Linked DNA regions of Mus musculus: region 2 is linked to region 1. A link is a contact called in public Hi-C data. All regions are on one chromosome and are shown on one strand. The core of a region is the stretch at or near the end of the contact, and the rest is flanking DNA. Distances in the headings are between cores, read along the strand shown. Region 1 overlaps Phactr2 (phosphatase and actin regulator 2). Region 2 overlaps Phactr2 (phosphatase and actin regulator 2).

Region 1 (7,161 bases), core at 2,975-5,474:
GCTTTCTTGGTTGTCTGTGAGATTCAGAGTCGTCTGTGTGATTCCTTGCGAAGCAGAGAGACCAAAGTAAGGTAGATTCCAGTCCCATCTACATCAACAACCAAAGCGAGGTAGATTCCAGTCCCATTTACATCAACAGTTTGCCTTTGTGTTGATCTTTTTAGGTTAGAAAATTTGTGATTTTAGAATTTCATACGTGAGTTCTGTATTTACATAATTTCCACTTCTCTCACTCCAATTCTTTCTTGTTTCTCCTCCCCTCCCCTCCCCTCTCCTCCCCTCCCCTCCTTTCCCTTTCCCTTTCCCTTTCCCTTTCCCTTTCCCTTTCCCTTTCCCTTTCCCTTTCCCTTTCCCTTTCCCTTTCCCTTTCCCTTTCCCTTTCCCGTTCCCTGTCCTGTCCTGTCCTTTGCTTTCCCTTTCTCTCTCTCCCTTCCTTCCTTTCTTAGTCTTTCATTCTCTCTCTCTCTCTCTCTCTCTCTCTCTCTCTCTCTCTCTCTCTCTCTCTCTCTCTCTCGTTTGTTTTGTTATTTTTTTCCAGACAACATATGTTGTTTCTCTACACAGCTCTGTCTGTCTTGTGGTTCACTATATAGACCAAGCTGTCCTGATCAGCCAGACCAGAAAGTTCAAGATCTTCCTGCTTCTGCCTTCTAAGTAGTGGCTTCTTTCTGGTTTTGTTTGTTTGTTTGTTTGTATTTTTAATGATAGAGATACCTTTTTTATGACTCCCCTCATCAGAAGAAGGAGATGAAACCAAGACAATAGGAGCTGTTCTTGGGCCTGCTTAGAAAGTTTGGGGCTGTCAGTGGTGTGGCCTTGATTGTGCTTGGGAGGAAATTATTGTTTTGTGCTCACTGTGAGGGAAGTAGAGATTTCTCAATAGAGATCCTTCTGGATGGTTTTCAGCGATGTGCCTTTGATGAAGTGTCTCCACATCCCTTCCCAAGCAGCAGTTAGGCATTTGTTCACCTGAAGAAATGTGTCAGCCAAGTCTAAGCCATTCTTAAGAGCATGCATCATCCTTCCTGCTGTCTTTGATAGTTTTCCAGTTTCAGACATTAGTGTTTGTTATATTATCTTTCAAAATATTTTGAGTTATACAGGAACACACTGTTGGGAATAATTTCTTCTGAGTGAAAAACCTGAAGACCTGATAAAATAAGTCCTGACCTAGTTAGGCCAGGCCCTGGGAATTGGCTGCCATATTTCCTCCCTGGGTTAGGTATTTATTTATAAACATTAACCAGAATTTTCTGTGACATAGGTACAGTATGGAAGGCCAGGAAAAGCCTATTTGGTTCCTGACCTGATAAGACTAGATGGTAAGGGTACATATTTCTTCTTCATAAAGAGGTGGCCCTGGGTTGGGGAGATGGCTAAGACAGTAAAGTGCTTGCAAGCATGGGGAAATGGAGTTCACACTGCAGAACCAATCAACCAAAAAGCCAGGAGTGGCGTCACCCACTGGAAATCCAGTGCTGGAGAGGTGGAAGTAGGAGCGCACATCCCTGGGTCTCATTGGTCATACCGGTTTGCCTAATTAGTGAGAGTGACAGACCCTGTCTTCACAAATAATCCGGATGGGTAACAAGCTATCTCCAACTGACAGCTGCTCTCAAGGAAAAAAAAATCAGTTTTTTTTTTTTCAGTAGAGTCTCACTGGGTATACAAATCAAACCTATGCCCCATGCCTAGCAGTAGCTGGTCAACACAAAACTAACTCCATGAGACTTTGGGAGCTGTTTTGTCTCATAATGTTATGTTTGCACTTTGGTTTTAACATTACAGCTCTTTTGCTTCATGGTTTCTCCTATTATGTTTTTATGGGGTTTGTGTGTATATACGTGTGCATGCATGTGTGTGTGTGTGTGTGTGTGTGTGTGTGTGTGTGTGTATGTGCATGCACACTAGTGTGTATGTATGTGAGTGTGTGTGTATACATGTGTGCATGTGTGTGTGTATACCTGAGTGTCTCATGCTTTTTCTATTTTTCCTGTTTTGTTTTATTCTGCTTTATTTCTTTATTCTTTTGCCTATTTTGTTTTCTAAAGAGAGAGAGAGAGAAGACGGGGCAGGGTTGGATGGGTAGAGAGGTGGGACAGATTTTGGGGAGCTGATGGAGGGGAATCTGGGATCAGAATATATTGTATAGAAAAATTATTTCCAATAAAGAAAGAATAAAAGTGAAGTGGATGCTACCCACATCATGATGTTTGAGGTTGGTCCTCTGGCTTGCCCGTGTGCACATGGGCATGCATGACCCTTGACCCAGACACATACATTTTTAAGGAAGGAGATGAATTTTTTTCTCCTTGCTCACTTAGTAATTATTTGTATGTCTTTTGAAGACATTAGTGAATTGCATCCAGCCACTTGTAAGTTTCAGTTACAGATGGAGTCCCCAGCTTTCTCATGCATATTTAGGGTGCCTTCGGTATTGAAATTCTTAATAAACACACTATGAGAAAAGAATTTTGGAATGAGCCAGTTGCCTGGATAGTGTCCAGATTGGATTCAGGGGCTTTGAGTTTGGGGTTATACCCAAGTGCAGCTGGTACAATTTGTTTGCCAGAATGCTCAGTGAACCCACACGTCATTTTAAAGAAACCAAAATGGGATATTTTGCAAGTGAAATACCCTTAATGGCTACACTGCAGTGGAAAAAAATCCAGATCAGCAGTAAAGGCATCACTGTTATAAGATGATTTTTAATTGGTGGGATTGTTCCTCCCTCTCAGGAGAACTAGCTGTACCAACTGCGGAATGTTAATCTCCTTCTGCTACTTTTCAATAGCTTCCTGTTTAATTTGAACAGGGTATTTCCCCACCTGTTAGGCAGCGTGATGAAATTAGGCTAAAGCCCTTGAGTAATTTCACTCCAAATTGTGACTCATAGTTTGGAGACCGATTCATGTCGTGCCTGTCATGGGAACCCTCGGTGGCATCACAGTGGGCCCAGCAGCACTGTCCTGTGCCTGCCCTCCTAGCACACCATCGGTCTACATTGAATGACCACTTGACTGTCGGCATCCTCCCTTGCTGGCTCGCTGCTCCTTCAGGCAGAGATCCTGCCCGCCAAGTTCTTTCATCAGCTCCCTGCCCAGTGCTCCGAGAGTTGCTTGTGAATTAATCATGATGAAATGCTTCCATTCTGTACTCAGTACTTCCTTCCACATCTCCATCTTTTTGTAGACGTCTTCCTTTTCTGGTCAGCCCCAAACCTGGCTTTCCCTGGTAATTGCTTTCTAGCAATAATCCTACCCTGGCTTTTTAATTATTATTATTTTGTTTGTTTGCATAGCTGCCGTGTACTTGAGCTCACTATGTAGCCAAGGATGGTCTTGAACTTCGAATCTTCCCACATCCATTAGATTGCTGGTATTGCTGGTGTATGCCACCACTCCTGGGTTCCATAGCACTGGGGATGGAGGCCAGAGCTTTTTGAAAACTGGGTTAGTAGTATACCAACTGAGCTACATTTCAACCCAGCCTTATCCCTACACACACACACACACACACATTGCTCTTTAGTGGCAATCCTACACAAAGGGTAGAATTGACCTCTCCCAGGCTCTCTGTGCTACTTGCCACCATCTTGCTCTAGGGTGTGCACATCTTCATGTGAAGTTGTGTCATCTGGTGAGTGTTCTTGAACGTGCCTTTGTTGACATCATCTCCTGACTTCCTGGTGACCTCATAGTCACCAGATGAGGTTCAGATTCTCCCCACCACTGCAAGTCTTGTTGCCACCCTAAGGAAGTTAGTCTGTCTTTGGTCTGCGCACGGCTGGACAAGCAATCTGGCTAGCATGGCTCTGCAGCCCTCTTCCCTGGACCTTTTCACCTCTCCAACCCCGGGGCCTTCTCAGACCGTGTTTGTGCTTCAGCTCCCTTCACACTTTATGCATTTAAACAAACAGCAAACAGATCTTTTCCTGGGCTCAATCATCATCGGTGCCAAAAAACGTTCAAGGTTTCTTATTGCACAGAGCTTACTTGTTCCCAATGTAATTGTTTCCCTGAGTTTATCTTCATCCCTCTGCAGCTGCTTTTGTTTGGAAGACTCCACCAAATTCAACTCCAACTTCTTGCCTAGTGTGTCAGTAATGCAGTCCTGACTGTCTTTGGACATCTTCCCCCAGATGTCCTGCCAACACCTGAGGTTCATGGGATCTAAACACAGCCTAACAGTATTTCCCCTAAGTTCACTCTCCGCCTAACAGCTCCCACACTCTGTAGAGGTTGGGGCCGTGGAGACCTCTAGGCAGCTCCTCTCCTTCCTCTGCTGCATCCCTGAGATCCATCCATCATCCTCAGTCCTTTCCATTTGCTGCTCCAAGTTCAAATGCCTGGCTTGTTTGCACTCATCTCTGAGGCCGGACCACGAGGATATAAATCTGGAGCCTTGGGACCCTGCATGACGAATCGACATAAATCCTCCTCTGTGGGATCTCTCTTCCAGCATCCTGTTTTCTCTCTATATGCCTGCAAAGTTCATGTCTGTCTCCAGGAAATAATCCAGGATTATGTGTGGCCAACAGTTTCTTAGCAGATACCTGCTTTGGAGACTTGATGAGGTTACTAGGTAATAGTTGGAGATGATAGAAGATAGATAGATGCATAGATAGATAGATAGATAGATAGATAGATAGATGATACATACATTCATACATACATACATACATACATACATACTATAAAACATTTTAAGAGATCGTACCCACCTTTCTTTTGGCTGGTCTGTTGATATTTCTGCCCTATTCATCCTATGGGAAACTTTCCATGATTTTGGGTGAATGAAAATTTGGCCATGGACTTTAAATTATGTTATTGACTAGATTTTATTTTTATTTATGCACTTTTTTGTTTATTAAAATAATGTGATTGAATCTAGGGCCTTTTACATACTAGGCTGGCATTCTATATAGGATCGGTCTATATCCCAAGCCTGCACACACACACACACACACACACACACACACACACACAGAGAGGGGGGGGGCACATACCTGTAGATAACATCGTCATGGGTCCTCATCACTATTTGTGTACCATATTTTCTGAGACAGAGTCTCCCACTGAGTATAAAGATCACCTGTACTGCTAAGCTATCAAGCAAGTCCCAGAGGTCCGTCTGCCTTCACCTCCCCAATGCAGAGGTGCCACCACATCCAGCTTTTTACATGGGTCCTGGGGTTCCAAACTCAGGCTTTCAAACTTGTCTAGCAAGCACATTACTAACTGGGCAATCTCCCTAGCCCCTTCCCTAATCTTTTTTGTTTCTTTTCTGTATTGAGATAGGGTGTTACTAAATTGTCCAGACTACTATTGAACTCAGTCTGTGTAACCCAGCAAGAATTTGAACTTGAAATCCTCCTGGCTTCCTATATATTGGTGATTATATACCCAATTCACCAGGGCTACATTTTGTTTTGTTTTGTTTAACTTAATATTTTATATATAAGACCTTTCATTTTCTCCCCTAATTTTCATCCATCTGTGTGTGCTCAGCCTAAACAGGGTGATCATTATCCCCAAACCAATGAGGTGAAACTCTGTCTTACTTGGCAGGTTGTCCACAAAGAATGTACAGGAATTGTCTTCTTTTCCCGAGTCCAGCAACCCTTCATTCACCCCAGAGTCTGGAGTTGCTGTAGGAGATGCTAAGGGCCTGAGGGTAGCAAGGTCAGAGACTGCTTGGTTCCTGTCTTAGTTTTCATTCCTTTAGCCACTTCTTGTTCCTATACCAACCCCTCATCTGTTGGTAAAGAAACCTTTGCTTATCATGGCTGTAATGGTTTTCAAAAATTAAAATACTTTGTGTTTTTATTAAATTTGATTTTTTTTTACATTCACAAAATGACCCTTTGCCCACTCAATCGGAATCCCATTAATCCCCATACATGAATGACTTTATTTAATCTGTAGAATACCCTGTAGCAAGTCTAGGGGATGCTGTGCACGTCAGTGAATCAGGATGTCACACAGCTGCACAAACAGACTATCCTACACTTCGGGCCACAAGTTTAAACTCTGGAATTTTCTGTCAGAGCTTAACGGGCAGACGGAAATCTTTAGTAGCGTTTTCCTTTGGGAATTCAGAAGGAATGGCCGCTTCTGTTTTTTGTTTTTTTGTTTTTTGTTTTTTTTTTAAGTTTAAAAAATTGATACTTTTGAATTTTGAGAATTAATTTTATGGTAAATAACAATTCTCTGTACAATGAAATGAGAACACTCAATGGAAAATGAGGGGGAAAATATCTATTAAATTAACACTACACTGTGCCTACCACAAATGTAAATGAACTGTGATGGCATGAGACGTTGTTTGAGAGATCAAAACAGTACCTTCCCCAACTCTGGACAAATCCAAGCACGTGGCTGAGGGCAAAAACAGGGCATGATTCACGCTCTGCATTTATATCTTATACTCTTTTGAAACAGAGATTTACTCTCACCCACAACAGCACTCTCTTCCTGTTTTATGTAAAGGGCGTTGTGGAGGCAGACCAGAGCTCTGTCTCATCAGCCCTATGACCTTAGACAAATTACCTGATTTCTCTGGGCTTCCCCTTCCTCTTGGACTAAATGGAACAATATAAATAGGACCTATTCCCTGTTCTGTAGTGATGGGTGATGAGCAGTATCCATGCAGCACTCAGAGCTGGTCTTCAATGTGACTCAGCCAACGCAAGTGGAGAACCAAGAGAACCCTGAGTAGCTGGAGAGGCACCGTGAGATCACTTAGCCCAGTATCCTGATTTACAGCGTTGAAAAATCGGGGTCCTCACTCAAGGTCATGGGGCTGCTGCTGAAGTAGCTGAGTTGGTCCGGGATCCAGATCTCTTCTCTCTGGCTTACAGTTCACCGCCCTGATTTCATGATCAAAATCCAGAACAGTAACCGAGATTTATTGGCTGTCCTGGTTGTGCAACGCCTGCTTTGCTTTCTGGTTTACAGTTGGCTGCTTTAGAGATAGCAGGAGATGCTTCTGGCTCCCTGGATATGCTCAGGGATGCTAATGCAGGCAGCCTGGTGGAAGGGAAGTTCCCTGAATCAGATGACTGGCACTGTGCATCTGCCATTCATGGGAAGTCCAAAACTCTCCTGTTTCTCTTTGAACTCTTCATATTTGATCATTTCACATGGTCAAAAACATGAC
Region 2 (7,161 bases), core at 1,557-4,056, 73 kb before region 1:
CCCCTGTGTTCCACAATGGACAAATGCTGGAAGATTCTGGGGGGACAGGGTGTAAAATGTTGGGTTTTGTAGATAGTCTACCCATACTAATCTGATAGAGTGACCCATGTGAGAACCATCATGGGAGTATCTCCTCCCTCCCTCCCTCCCTCCTCCTCCCCCCTCCGCCATCCTCCTCCTTCCTCCCTCCTCCTCTCTCCCCGCCATACTCCCTACTCCAAGCCTCCCTTCCCTCTCTCTCCATTTCTTCCTCCTTCCCTCTCTCTCTGTCTCCCTCCCTCCCCCCACCTCCCTTTCTCCCTCCCTTTCTCCCTCCCTTTCTTCCTCCCTCCCTCCCCCACTCCCTCCCTCCCTCTCTCCCTTTCTCCTCCTCCCTCTCTCCATCTTCCTCCTGGCTTCCCTCTCTCCCAGCTTGTTTTCTGTGTTTCTCTCCTCACCAATAAAAGACAGTCTACCTGAGAATTTGTGCTTAGGACTTAACCCACTTCCATGAAAAGTGGGTTCAAGGAAATGGCTAAGGTAGAATAATTGTTTCTTGGTGACATAACAGACCTGAGGAAAGAGGGGTGATATAAAAAGCCTATGTCACCAGCTTCCTATATGTCTCCCCTTGTGTGTCTCTCAGGAAGTCTTAAATGTTAAAAGTAAAGACCACAGTAGAAACTCTATCAGACCTCCCCCGAGATGTGCTTCTATGATTGACTGTTGTTAACTGAGTGAGCTGTTGGCTGTTGGGTAGGTATGGGTTGATTGGCACCAATTAGATACTGATGCTGTACTTCCTCTTTCCTGTATCTATAACCACAGATGTTCTGCTTCTAATTAACAAAGACATAGGATCTGTCCTGCCTTACATGTCTGCTTCTGACACACCCAACACACACCATACAATGCACACATATCCCAGAATAAATTTCAGATCATTTTACCCAATATTATAGTATAGATTCATTTGAAAGCTTACCTTTCTGGTGTGTTGATTAATAAATGATGCTTTTACAACAAACTTAATACATATCTTCCAATGAGAACAATGCAACCAACTAAAATCATCTTTTAGAATTTGACTTAATAATGCCAGACAGTTAAGAACGTGCAGATGGAGAGGGTTTTTGACTCTAAGTGTTTGGAGGGATGAAGCATTCAGCCTGGAGAAGAGTCCTAGGGTTGGGCAGTCAAGGCTGCAATCCAGATCTTGCTTTCATCTTCAAAGTTACACGGGCACAGATGTACCTTATACCCCAACTCTGGATACTACAGTCTTAGCTCTTATTCATTCTGCTGCTGCTTTCTGGAAAAGCATCCTGTGTCACACCCAGATCTGGTATGTCTTCTTCCTATAAACAGTGTGGTTCGCCTGGTGGCCCACACCAGGAACCCCAGAAACCCCAGCAACTTGGGAGGTTAAGGTAGGACAAGGCTAAGTTTGACGCCTGCCTGAACTGCATAGTGGGACCCTGTTTCAAAGTAAGCAAATGATTCACGCTGTGAATGAGTTGATATGTGTCCTTAGCAGGACACATAAAATAACCCGCCTCCAACAATATAGGTATCTCCTGCTTTATGTGTTAAGACACTTGATCATTGCTGATGTGAAAGCACACTGCTACCCCAGAATCATAAAGTTCTTCTGCTGTGTGCAAAAATGTTCTGCCAGGTCCCGCTAGAGGTTTGCATGAAACTGTAAACATGGAGCAACTCCCACAAAACTGTTGCAGTCGAGCGGAACAAGAATTCACCACAAGAACCCTCATTCACTTGATCCACTTCCTATGGAAAAACACTCACTGGCTCTCTTTCCCTTACCGAGGCTTGTGTGAAACTCTATCCACACCGCTTGCTTTTAATTTATCACCTGCTACGTACTGATCTGCATTTCATAGACTTGGGTGTTATTTTCTTAGTAATGGAAATTTGGCAGACATCCATGTCTAAAAGCAGCTTAACATGGGAGCATTTTTAATAAAAGGATAAAGCGGAACGTTACTAACTTTGACCTTTGAGAATGGTCAGCGTGGTATACAGAATGAGAAATCTTGGGTTTCCTGTGTGGCGCTTCAGCCTTCCAACCATCCATCTTGTTTACTTCATGGTCCTCAGAACAGACATGGAGAGTTGGGTGAGCCAACTGAATGGCTTAAACAATAAGCATCTTACAGTGCTCATTAACCTGTGGGTCACTTTTTTGAAATTAAGGAAGTTCAAAGGCATGTGTTTAAATAGCCTGACTGTCACAGCGCTTGAAAGAAGCCAGATAGTTGAAAATTAGAGCCAACTTTGTCTTTAAAATGCAGACTCTGTAGAAAACCAGGATTCCTGGAGTGTACATTTAGCACGAGGCATCACCTCCAGCCTCTAAATTTCCTGGCTTATGTCAGTTTTTGTCATTAGCCGTAACACTCTGTAAACAAAAGTGTCCCTTACACTAACAGATGTGGGTTTTCTTTCTCCCAGTCTCAGGAAAGGTTCCCAGGGAACATCAAAACTATAAAATCTCCTAATGTACTTTTGTGTGCCTGGGTTATTTTAAAACAAACTTGAGACCCCAACTCCACGTTTTAACGGGGAGCTGGAAATAAATGAAGATTTTTTTTTCTTAAATGTTTTACATGTTTCAGCAAATGTCCCTTTCATCTTTGAAAGTGATTACAAATATAGCTTCCTTCTCACAGCTCCACAGAAATTTATGTAAACACCTCAAAGCTTTGGTTCTGCTCAAACAGATATGAGATTAAGGCAGAGAACTCCCTCCCCTGCCTCCAGAGAGCAGCCTCACGCTCAGCTTAACTCCACATGGAAAATGTTGCCATGACATGTAAAATCCGTGTTCAGTCCAGCACATGCTTGGCTGTCTGCCAACCCACAAGGCCTAACCACGCCAAACCAGATTCCCACCACCTTTCATAAAAGGGAGAACCAACTGCACTTTGCCCTTTGGGCTGCAGGCAATGTGTTTTTCTTTTAGGGAGATGAGTTTACATTTGTGCTAGCCACAAAGGCTGTCTCTGAAGTGGACAGACAAATGGCTTTGGTCATAGTGTCTATGAAATATAACCATTCCAGTCTATGATCTTGAAGTGGAAAAAAGGATATGCAATCAGATAACCAGGGACTGGAGATTCTGTCTGTGGTTTATTAATTAGGGGACCACACATGATGGGCAAGTATTTATATTGCAGGTAGGTGGCTGATAAGGAAATAGTATTTACATAGGGAAAGATCAGGAGTTGAAAGAGCAGAGAAAGCCTTGTCATTTCATGTGGGGATCGAGCATAGAGATCCAGTTACAGAGTAGCAATGGAGAGGTGGACAGAGAATGGGCAGACTATGGGGGAAGGTCAAGTTCAATGTCACGTTCATGAGGAGGTTAGCAGAAAAGCACGGGGAAACAGATGCCATTTGGTGTACACTAGCAACAAAGAACACTGAGGAAGAGAGGTTTCACAATGCCTCAGTGGGTCAAGGTGATTGATGAATAAATATGGTGGCCGAGTTTGATTCCAGAAACCACACAGAGGTAGGGAGAAGTGATATCACATGCACGTCACTCATGCCACATATGCCCTCCATGTTGTGTCTGTACATACATGTGCCTGTACAACACACACAGAGACACAGACATACACACACACACAGACACACAGAAACACAGACAAACCCACACAAAACACATATATAGACAAACAGACACACAGACACACCCACACAAAACACATAAATAGAAATACACACACACAGACACACAGACATACACACAGGCATACACATAGACATATCCATACAGAACACACATATAGACACACACACACACAGAGACACACAGGCATATACACAGACACACCTACACAAAACACATATATAGACACACACATACACACATACATACACACAGGTAGACACATAGACACATCCACACAGAACACATATATAGATACACAGACACACATATAGACACACAGACAGAACACACAGACACACAGGCACACAGGCACACAGGCATCCACACAGACACATCCACACAGAACACATATATAGATACACAAACACACAGACATACAGACACACAGACACATACACACACACACACACACACACACACACACACACACACACACACACGTCAAGCCAAGTTCCTAACACCCCTGGTTCCTTCTCAGCATCCTTGGGAAAGGACAGTCCCTCTGCTCCCTTATTCTACCTCATCAGCGAGCACTTGGATTTCTATTTGAATTAAAATTATTCTTAAAATGCAACTCTCACATTTAGTCACATCACTCATATTTTCTGCTTAAACATAATCCCAACATTTGAAATAGTATGAAATAACCCAAAACACCAGATGTAGAATTCAAAAACCATGCAGTTCCTGACGGTGTTCTGAGAGCTGGCCTAGAGCTTCTCCCTGGGTCTCCCTTTCCTCATCCTTAGTATGTTGTTTGTTGTAGCGGCTCTCATACTGAAGATAACATGACTCAATGACTCACTGAGCTCCTGCCGGAATTCTAAGTCTTTAGTAGCATCAACTCACAGATACACCTGCCTGCTCTGGCCCCTGTGTACTTCACCTTGCCCTGTTCTTCCTTCTACAGCTCCAAGGCACAGACCCTCCTTTTCATCTTCTGTTTTCTCCTCTTTTGTGGTTTGAGAAAACAGACAGTTAAAGCCCAAGGAGTTCTGTCCAAGTTAAGAAGAGCAAACAGACTCCACTGAGGGTCAAAATAGTTTCCCTTGAGTTAGTGACACAGCTTGGTTTACTCCCTAGTTCTTAACATGCCATGCTGAGGCTCGAACCAAAGGGCAATCTTTTAATATTAGCTCCCCCTCCTGTTTAGAGATCTGCAAGGATCCTGTCTACACCTTTGTCTTGAACCAACACTCAAAGGCTTTGCACAAAGTATCCTGTCTTCCACGTCTTTCTGTGTCCCCAACAGCCTTACCACCTCTAGTTGTACAGACCTGGGACTCCAACATCTGAGTCGCTGCACCTTATCCTCTGCACTCTGTGTTCTCAGTGCCCTGGGCTGCTCCACAGCCGCCTCATTCTCCTCCCATACATCTGGTCTCCTTGCTTTGCAGGCAGCAGCTCAGGGACTAAGTGGTCTCCCCTTGTTCTTCTGAAGGCTCACAGTAGGTGACACGTTGTAAGGACATAACATATGCTGGCAGATGCTCTGCTTGCTGCCATTGTTACCAGGCTGCAGGATGTTCTGCAGAGCACAATAGTATATTTATACCCTCTCATTACACAGCCTTAGAACATCTAAGGAGGAAAGGAGAGCTGGGAGAAATACAGGGGAAAGCAGAGAGGCCCAAAGCCGTGGGAATCATGTTGATAAGAGATTTGCTTTTCCAGAAACAGCTCTATTGAATCTTGATCTTGTTTTTTCCTCTTTGACTGGCATTAAGACAAATGTATAAGTTTAAAAGAATATATTTTTGTAGAGGTTCCTTGTGAGAGAAGATAAGATATATAATAATTACAGTAGTGAGGGCATTGGATTTGAAAGCTCAAGAAGAACTGGGCATGCATCTTCAAAGTGGTCTAAAGGCAGATTTGCTCTATCAGTGGAATGAGACTTTTTGAAACTCCACAAAAAAAAAGAGAATTGAGTGGAAAGAGTGCAGTCTTCAATCTGAAGGAGTCACCAGTTAGTGACACTGTTTATCTGTTGTCTATGAACATTTCAAATACCTTTCCTAAGAAGAGAGGCTAGCTGTGACTAACATGCATCAACGTGCTGAAATTGTCTCTTACTCCTGATATGGGGGATGGAAAAAAAATTCTTTAACCACAATACACAAATGAGGGGAAAATAATTCTGAACTCTTGAACAAAAATCAGCTAATGTGAATATGCTATAAAAACTGATTTTGTAGAAGCAGTTACTGTTTGCATATTGTAATGTCTGGAGAGATTGTATGCCAGGTTTTAGCAGTTCTCAATTCTCAGAGAATGTTAGAGGAACTTTGTTTTGTTGTTGTTGTTGTTTTATATTATTGCTATGTGTGTTTTGTCTCTCTTTGTGAGACAATGTCTCACTATGTAGCCCAAGCTAGCTTAGAACTCATAGCCTTCCTGTTTCAGCTTTCCAAGTGCTGGGATTATAACTGTGTGATGATATCTATGAGAAACTTTTATAGTTTACTTCCTTTTGTTTTACACTCAGTCTGTACTGTTTTAGAGATGTTTAAAGAGGCAAAAGTGTAATTTTTACTCTGTTATCTGAGAAACAGTACACATTATGTTGACTTACCATATCTGACACAGAGTATCTTGCATAGCCGCTAAGTCTCACATGTATGGTATATAGTATTCACAGGCAAGCACACATCCCTGCAGCCCTCCCATAGCAAGATGCTAATGACATGGGTGCTGTCCTGACAATGGGATCGAAGTCTGGAGATCTGGCCTTCCTTCACTCTCAACCCTTGAGCTGCCACCGAGCTTACGCCTTTATCTTCAGAGGTAGATGTGAAAACATATTCATTTGCATAAGCAAGACCCTGCCATAATGGTGACGTGGTATTCACACACTGGATCACTACAGCATGAACTACATTTCCTTCTGATGTCCCAAAGCCAGATATTCTTGACAGCAAAGGCGTCATAATAAGCAACACTGTTGATCATAACGTTTGGGGGGAAGCAGTTGATTTTTATATAAAACGAATGAGACTTGGTTCACATGGGTAAATGCCATCCTATGTTTCTCTGTGTGGAATGAAATGGTCAGGATATCTGTAAGGACCTCTGGGCCCCAGGGGAGGACCCTGGTGTACTGTGGATCAGGGTAGATAGTTACAGGAATAGCTATGCTGGGACACATGACCAAGGAGGTCAATCTGAGTTTGTTATTTGTGCCCATGAGCTGAAACAAGAGATGGGAAGCACAGCCAGAACCTGAAATACACATGGCGAGAAAACAGGAGTCAAGGGACAAATCTGGGACCGAACGTATCATAACACCATGTGTCTCATATTGAAGGTATGGTCACATGGTGCTGAAGATATAGCTCAATGGTAAAGCACTTGTCTAGCGATTACAAAGCACCACATCGCATACCTTCCCTCTGTTGCTGTCTGTGTATCTGTGTCTGTGTGTCTATCTGTGTCTCTTGTCTCTGTCTGTCTCTCTCTCTGTCTCTCTCTCTCTGTCTCTC

What was found. Hi-C and Micro-C count contacts between places; a contact is called where the count stands out from the background.
Region 2: a Hi-C map of uterus shows a contact between it and region 1, with 4 times the contacts expected there. The contact joins two enhancer-like sites. A contact is called at or near these places in 1 of 15 datasets of contacts at CTCF or cohesin (the NIH/3T3 cell line), 4 of 484 Hi-C or Micro-C datasets (embryonic stem cells and uterus), 1 of 115 datasets of contacts at active chromatin or transcription factors (embryonic stem cells) and 3 of 9 other capture datasets (adipose tissue, liver and pancreatic islet).

What each region holds. Positions count from the first base shown.
Region 1 is chr10:13,300,579-13,307,739 of GRCm38.p6, reverse strand. The region is part of intron 1 of Phactr2 (phosphatase and actin regulator 2); the gene reads left to right. Among named protein-coding and RNA genes, the nearest start is that of Gm46211, 78 kb to the right of the region's middle. Within about 2 kb of position 4,224, at least 73 of the 459 cell types and tissues checked have an H3K27ac peak or open chromatin away from gene starts, as enhancers often do. A contact at or near this core is called in uterus, where this site is marked.
Region 2 is chr10:13,371,731-13,378,891 of GRCm38.p6, reverse strand. All of the region lies in intron 1 of Phactr2 (phosphatase and actin regulator 2), which reads left to right. Among named protein-coding and RNA genes, the nearest start is that of Phactr2, 99 kb to the left of the region's middle. Within about 2 kb of position 2,806, at least 29 of the 459 cell types and tissues checked have an H3K27ac peak or open chromatin away from gene starts, as enhancers often do. A contact at or near this core is called in uterus, where this site is marked.